Regions from separate parts of the Hordeum vulgare genome. Here region 1 is linked to region 2. A link is a contact called in public Hi-C data. All regions are on one chromosome and are shown on one strand. Each heading gives the region's core, a stretch centred on a gene start, on an enhancer-like site or on the middle of the called end of the contact. The rest is flanking DNA. Distances are from core to core; before and after follow the strand shown. Region 1 holds the start of LOC123439256 (protein ARABIDILLO 1-like). Region 2 holds the start of LOC123439234 (peptide methionine sulfoxide reductase A4, chloroplastic-like).

The links. A called contact is a pair of places that touch in the nucleus more often than the background predicts.
Region 1: a Hi-C map of leaf shows a contact between it and region 2, with 4 times the contacts expected there. The contact joins the promoter of LOC123439256 here to the promoter of LOC123439234 in region 2. A contact is called at or near these places in 3 of 6 Hi-C or Micro-C datasets (leaf and seedling) and 1 of 1 datasets of contacts at active chromatin or transcription factors (embryo).

Annotation. Positions count from the first base shown.
Region 1 is chr1H:383,903,328-383,906,745 of MorexV3_pseudomolecules_assembly, forward strand. It overlaps LOC123439256 (protein ARABIDILLO 1-like), which reads left to right and starts at 1,264. Exons shown (of 13, transcript XM_045116003.1): 1 at 1,264-3,009; 2 at 3,106-3,264; 3 at 3,354-3,418. The coding sequence starts at 1,600.
Region 2 is chr1H:383,482,811-383,486,065 of MorexV3_pseudomolecules_assembly, forward strand. It overlaps LOC123439234 (peptide methionine sulfoxide reductase A4, chloroplastic-like), which reads right to left and starts at 1,852. Exons shown (of 2, transcript XM_045115975.1): 1 at 1,182-1,852. The coding sequence starts at 1,724. TRNAS-GCU (a tRNA gene) reads left to right here and starts at 871; the gene lies at 871-952.

The DNA.
Region 1 (3,418 bases), core at 14-2,513, 420 kb after region 2:
AGTGGGGCTATGCCACTCGCACAAACCAAAGCACATCCATGAAAGTGTGTAGAGCTGGACCGCCATCCACAAGAGAGAGAGAGAATGAGAGAGAGAGAGATGCCTCACCATGGCCATCGACGGTGCGACAAAAGAGGGGGGGGGGTGGGATTCCCATAAAATCGATCATGGAGTGACACGGTCACGTCATGAACAATTATGTCAAGTGTGATATGTGTCATTTTGAAGGCGCTAGCTAGTTGCCCACGTGTTACAACTGAGACATACACATTCGATGGTTCAACAACGATCGTGTCCCAACATATACCTCACATCCCATATTCTATATTTTGATAAGATTTGACATGATTTGAGTGTGGCTAGACAAGGCTAAGGCAATTGATTTAGTTGAGGTTTGGACGAGGGATGGTTGTCGTGGACTAGGCTAATGAATTACATGCAATCACAGTCATCTTACCAACAGGCTTAGGTGGAAACGTTCGATTGAAAAAAAAGGAAGGCCCCCCACCCGAATAATGCTACACCTACGGAAAGATTTTACGGACTGATGTTACGGACATGAACGTGGGCTCGTGCAGTTGGCTAGGGTCAACAAAACCTTCGGAAAACACACATTCTATTTTCACAGCATTGCGCCACATCAGTCCGTGGCCTCCGCCCGTAGGAATTCGTCCGTAGACGTAGCATTATTGCCCCCACCCAGTGAAAATCAAGGAGGAGGGGGCGATTGGTTATGGATGGAAGGTTTACGTAGCTCTTCGTAAACAGTTCGTAGGTGTAGCATTTTTGGGCTATTATTAAGCATGAATTGTTGCATGCTGAGATGATTGGGTTTTAAATAAAACGGAAACTAATTAATTACATGCAGCTGTAGGCGAAGAGAGACTAGGAAAATATAATGGGTATACCTCTAGTCTTCCATATACAAATATATGATGTTTTTGTACAGCAGTTTATTAATTTCAAATTTACAGGGAGTAGTAGCCCTTGGCCGTGCGAGTGCTGTCTGCTCCACCATGGCGTGGTGATGGCGCGGCCTCGTGTGGCCAGGTGGCGGGTATTCCTTTTCTTTTCCTTTTTCGAACCGGTGTGCATATCTACTCGAACGTTTCTTTTTATCCGAACAGGTATGCGTATCCGGAGGCCCAAGAATACGCGTACGCGGCTACGCACGCGCGTATCCACATACGGTATATATACGGCCCAGGCATCCTCCTCCACTCCCCTTTTTCCTTCCCTGTCACCGCACGGCAGGAGACATACTACATACAGAGGCGGGCGGGGGGAGGAGGGAGGAAAGGGGAGGGAACCACCCCGTCCGAGCCGAGCCGAGCCGACTTTGGATCCACCCACCTCCCCGACGACGATCCGGTCGCGAATCGGAGCTGCCGCCAGCTCCCCCCTCCCGCTGCTCCGCCCGCCGAACGGACCTGTTACTCCAACTCGGGATCCCTGAGCTGGTCCGATTGGCCCTGATAGTACGCGCGCCGAAGCTCGATCTCGCGCCGGGAGGCTGGCCGATTGCTGATTCGGGGCCGGATTCGGGGTGCCGGGCGTGCGGGTGAGGCGGGCGGGAGCTAGGGTTCCGGCGGGTGCGAGATGACGACCAGGCGGGTGAGGCGGCGCACGTGCAGGGACAAGGGGAAGGGGAAGGAGGTCGTGGAGGAGGGGCGGGCGGTGGAGGCGGGCTCATCGCCGCCGCGGGACTGGGTGGCGGCGGGGGATGGGGATGGGGGCGGGGAGGCGGTGGCCGGCGAGGCCGTCGACTGGACGCTGCTTCCGGATGACACGGTGCTGCAGCTGTTTGGCCGGCTGAGCTACCGCGACCGCGCCAGCCTGGGGGCGACCTGCCAGACGTGGAGGGGGCTCGGGTCGTCGCCGTGCCTGTGGAGCACGCTCGACCTACGCGCGCACCGTTGCGACGCCGAGGTCGCCTCGTCGCTGGCCTCGCGGTGCGGGGGCCTGCAGCGGCTGCGGCTGAGGGGCCATGAGGCGGCCGCGGCGGTGGCCTCCGCCCTCCGCGCCCGCGACCTCCGGGAGGTGGTGGCCGAAGGCTGCCGGGGACTCACTGACGCCACTCTTGCAGTCCTCGCCGCTCGACACGAGGCGCTGGAGAGCCTCCAGATCGGTCCGGACCCCCTTGAGCGCATCTCCAGCGACGCCCTCCGCCATGTCGCTCTTTGCTGTTCGCGCCTCCGTCGCCTCCACCTCTCAGGTCTCCGTGAAGCTGACTCTGATGCCATTGGAGCGCTGGCGCGCTACTGCCCCCTCCTTGAGGACGTTGCGTTCCTCGACTGCGGCACCGTAGACGAGGCTGCCCTTGGTGACATCCACTCCCTTCGATTCCTCTCTGTAGCTGGATGCTACAGCGTGAAATGGGCTACAGCATCCGCCTCATGGGCCCAACTTCCCTTGCTAGTCGCCGTTGACGTCTCCCGCACCGATGCCTCTCCAAATGCCGTTGCTCGTCTAATCTCCCACTCCAAAACCCTCGAGCTTATATGCGCCCTTAACTGCAAATTCGTCGAAGAGGAACAAGCACACAGTCCCACTGCATTTAGCAACTCCAAGGGCAAGCTTGTGCTTACCATTACATGCCCCATTTTTAAATCACTCGCTTCACTGTTTCCTGGCAAGGCTGTGGAGGAGCACGGTGTGTTCAATGAGTGTAATTGGAGGAACAAAAGGAAAATACTTGGTGTCATGATGAACTGGCTGGAGTGGATCCTATCACACTCGCTTCTACGGATTTCAGAGTGCAATCCATATGGCATGGATGACTTCTGGTTGCAGCAGGGCACATCAATGCTGCTGAGCCTGGTGAAGAGCTCACAGGAGTCTGTGCAGGAGCGTGCAGCTACAACAATTGCTATATTTGTGGTTATTGATGATGAAACTGCGAATGTGGATGCTGCAAGGTCGGAGGCGGTAATGCGGGATGGAGGCATTCCACTTCTGCTCGACCTTGCAAGGTGCTCAAGGGTGAGTGCACAGTCTGAAGCAGCAAAGGTAAATTATTTGGCCGAACTCCTGTGTTCTCAGTATTTGTTTTCTATAAACTATTCTGGTATTATATTTGGTCACATTGCTTATGTCTCTGTTCAGGCTATTGCGAACCTATCGGTGAATGCGAAGGTTGCAAAGGTGGTTGTAGATGAAGGAGGCATCGCCATTTTCACTAATTTGGCTAAGTCGACGAATCGACTTGTTGCTGAAGAAGCTGCCGGTGGCCTTTGGAATCTCTCCGTGGGTGAGGAGCACAAGGTTGTTATTGTCTAAATGCTGATTCTGATTCCTTGCTTTGATATGCCCGTAACACTCGTGCTAATAATTGATTGGTTGCTCATTTTCAGGCGGCTATTGCGGCAGCTGGTGGCATAAAGGCTTTGGTTGATATTATATTTCGTTGGCCTGCTGG
Region 2 (3,255 bases), core at 602-3,101:
GCGGTTTGTCGGAAACAGGGCCTCTTTGATTAGCAGAATTCCAAAAACACATGAATAGAAAAAACATACGATTGCAGTGTCATGCCCATTTGAATCGTACAGGATTTTGGTTTCTTTGATAGCATCACAGTAAAAACAAAGGAATGTTACCAATAGATTTGTGAGTGGATGCTAACATTCCTATGCAGTACAAAGGAATCCTTAGGAAAAATTCCAAGGATTTAACCCGATGAATCAAATGACCAACCTAGGGAAAATCCAAAGGATTCCAATCCTCTAAAATTCCTATGAAAATCCTTGAGAAATGGGCTACAAATGTGCAGAAGCAAGTTCCGTTGCTTGCAATCAAATGAGCTTCAAGTAAGTTCAAATCAGAGGTTGAAAAGCTTCTGTACTATAGTTCAAAAGGCTACGGGCTAGTTTAAAATATACTCCACTTAACAAAGGGCACCAACAGGTATAATGACTGATCAGTCATGGTGTCTTCATACCAAATGGATTCTGCAGCTGAGCCTTACGGCCAAGATTACCACCACTCTCATAACACTGATTAGCTTAACGCAAAACTGCGCAAATGACAATACCACTGTCACTGTGGTACTAACCACTGAAGAGTGTTAGGAACAATGCCGGTGGCTGGTTTTATGCCTATTCAGCTCAAAATGTAAAGGGTGGGCAACAAGTTTGCAGACCTCTACTATACACACAATCGCAGGCTGTACACATCGGTTTGTAACACAAGTGCACTAACAACTCTGTATTAAGGTTGCCTAAATCCGTTATTATAAAAAAAGTCCGATAATGAGTGTACAGTGCATGTGTTTAGCTTACATCTGGCTGTGTAGAACTGATGACAGGAAGAACACAAGCGTCGCTTTGGCCGAGTGGTTAAGGCGTGTGCCTGCTAAGTACATGGGGTTTCCCCGCGAGAGTTCGAATCTCTCAGGCGACGATTATTAATTTTTTTTGTCCGTTTTCTGTTTGTCAATTTCGAAATAAATTGTTTCTGTCTAGAGAATTAACTAAGCAATTTCCAAAAAAAAATCTCAAACATATTTTCTGAGTAGCAACAAATTTCTAATGTGCAGAAATTCCCCCCAACTCCTGAACCACAGAAAAGGAATCAACAGCGAAATTGAGGGGATGAGCAATCAGGGCTGTGCGGCGGAGTCGCAACGGACCTGACGATTGGGCGTGGTAGGGTCGTGGCGCGCCCAGAAGGTGTCGAGGAGGTCGTCGAACTTGCAGGCGGCGGGGTCGTACTGGACGCGGACGACCTCGTTGTGGCCGGTGGCGCCGGTGCAGACGTCCTCGTAGGTGGGGTCGTGGAAGGCGCCCTGGCTGTATCCGACCTCGGTGCGGGTGACCCCAGGCACGCGCTGGAACACCAGCTCCACGCCCCAGAAGCAGCCGGCCCCGAACTGGGCGAACTCGTTCCCGGGCGCCGGCTTGTCCTCGTCGGGCCCCTGCGCCAGCGCCGCCGACGCCTCCGACGCGCGCGGGCTTCCCCCGCCCCCCAGCCCCAGCTTCCCCAGCCAGCTCATCGCCGCGAACCCGCCGCCGCCGGTGGTGGTGGCGCCCCGCGCCGCGGTTTGGGTGGGGGCGAGGAAGCGGCGGTGGCGGGAGGAGGAGGAGGCGGGGCGGAGGGCGGCGCCGCCGAGGCGGGAGGCGAGGCGGAGCGGGGAGGAGGAGAGGGAGGCGGGTGAGGTGAGGAGGGGAGGCATCGAGGCTTTCCCTTGCCTTTTGTGGCGGCGTGGCCCAGAAGCTTCGTCGCCTCACTCAGTCCCGGTTGCGTTTGCGTTGCGTCGTTTTGGTTGGTTGGTGCTCTTTTCTTTTCTCCATCCACGTCCTCCTTGCTCGCTGCCCTTCCAATCCTCGCATTGCCTTGTTGCCGATGGTGTCCTGCTTGTCGGACCGGGTTCGCGGGTTTCACCCGCTTAGGGCTTGTTCGGTTAATCTCAATAAAAAGGGGATTGAAGAAGATTGAAGGGATTGAAATAAAATTTGACTTATAGGGGATTTAATCCCTCCCAACCCCCTCCAAACCCCTTCAATTCTCAAACAACCGAACAATGCCTTAATCGAAATCGTACTTTTTTTAAGCAACCAAACCGGCCGATCCAAACGAACAATGATTTTGTCTGTTTTTCGTCCGTTTGGTTCGTGCGTCGGCTTCGTGTCTGTTTGGGTTATAATTTGGATCGGCAGCGCGTCCAACACTTTGACTCATATTTGTTCGTCTGGCCGGCTAGCCATCGGTTTTTGAACAAATACAGATATTTTGCATATTTTACAACAACAAATGATATAGCATAGTTTCACAATTAAAAATAAAATATAGCAAAGTTTTTCAAGCCCAATAAAAATGAAATTGCCAGCATGATCTCACATATGCTCAACCAAATCATCTTGCAATTCATCGCCGGAACATGCCCTGGAATCGAGCCCCGAAACAACGTCTGTTGCCTATTAATATGATCATGGCCAACAAGACAAGCAGCATCTCCTGATCGTTGAATGAGGAATCATCGGAGTCGCACAGAACATTATGAAAAAAAAACTCCTCGACGCAGTCCATTTTGTACCTTAAGGCAAACTGTCGAACAACTTGCGGACGTGGACGACGAAGCTGACCCGCGACGGCGTGTTGGGGTCGGGGAAGCTGCGGTGCCCCGGCGACACTGCAGCCGGCGGTGTGGGTAGGCCGCGGTATGGGAGGACGCAGCCGGAACTGGGCGGCGTCGGCAACGACAGCGAAGGAACTGGGGGCGAAACGAGGCGAGGGCTAGATGGGGGTGGAGAACGACCAATGTGCCTGACGGGCCAGGGAATGATAGAAGCGTGCGTCGTCCGCGTCCGTTTTGTATCCACATCGATCCAAATCAGGCTCAAAATTAGACCGAAAATGGATTGGCGGACGGACGAAAAGCGGAAACGCGTCCATTTGAATCAACGCATTGGGCCGTCTTTTATATATGCGCGGACCCAAACAAACGAACGGGAACAAAATGAGTCACCCCGTTGAAGTTGCTCTATCGCCTGTTTCAGAACCCATCAAATTTGCATAAACTGTCTCACTTCCACCGCAATAAAAGAGTGAATTTCATTGAGCACCATGCTGTAAAAGTCATCGTCACATCACTTCCACCGCAATAAAAGAGTGAATTTCATTGAGCACCATGCTGTAAAAGTCATCGTCACATCACATTTAGTAGTGGCTTCTTCATCTTATCCTATTTCTCATTGTAACTTCCC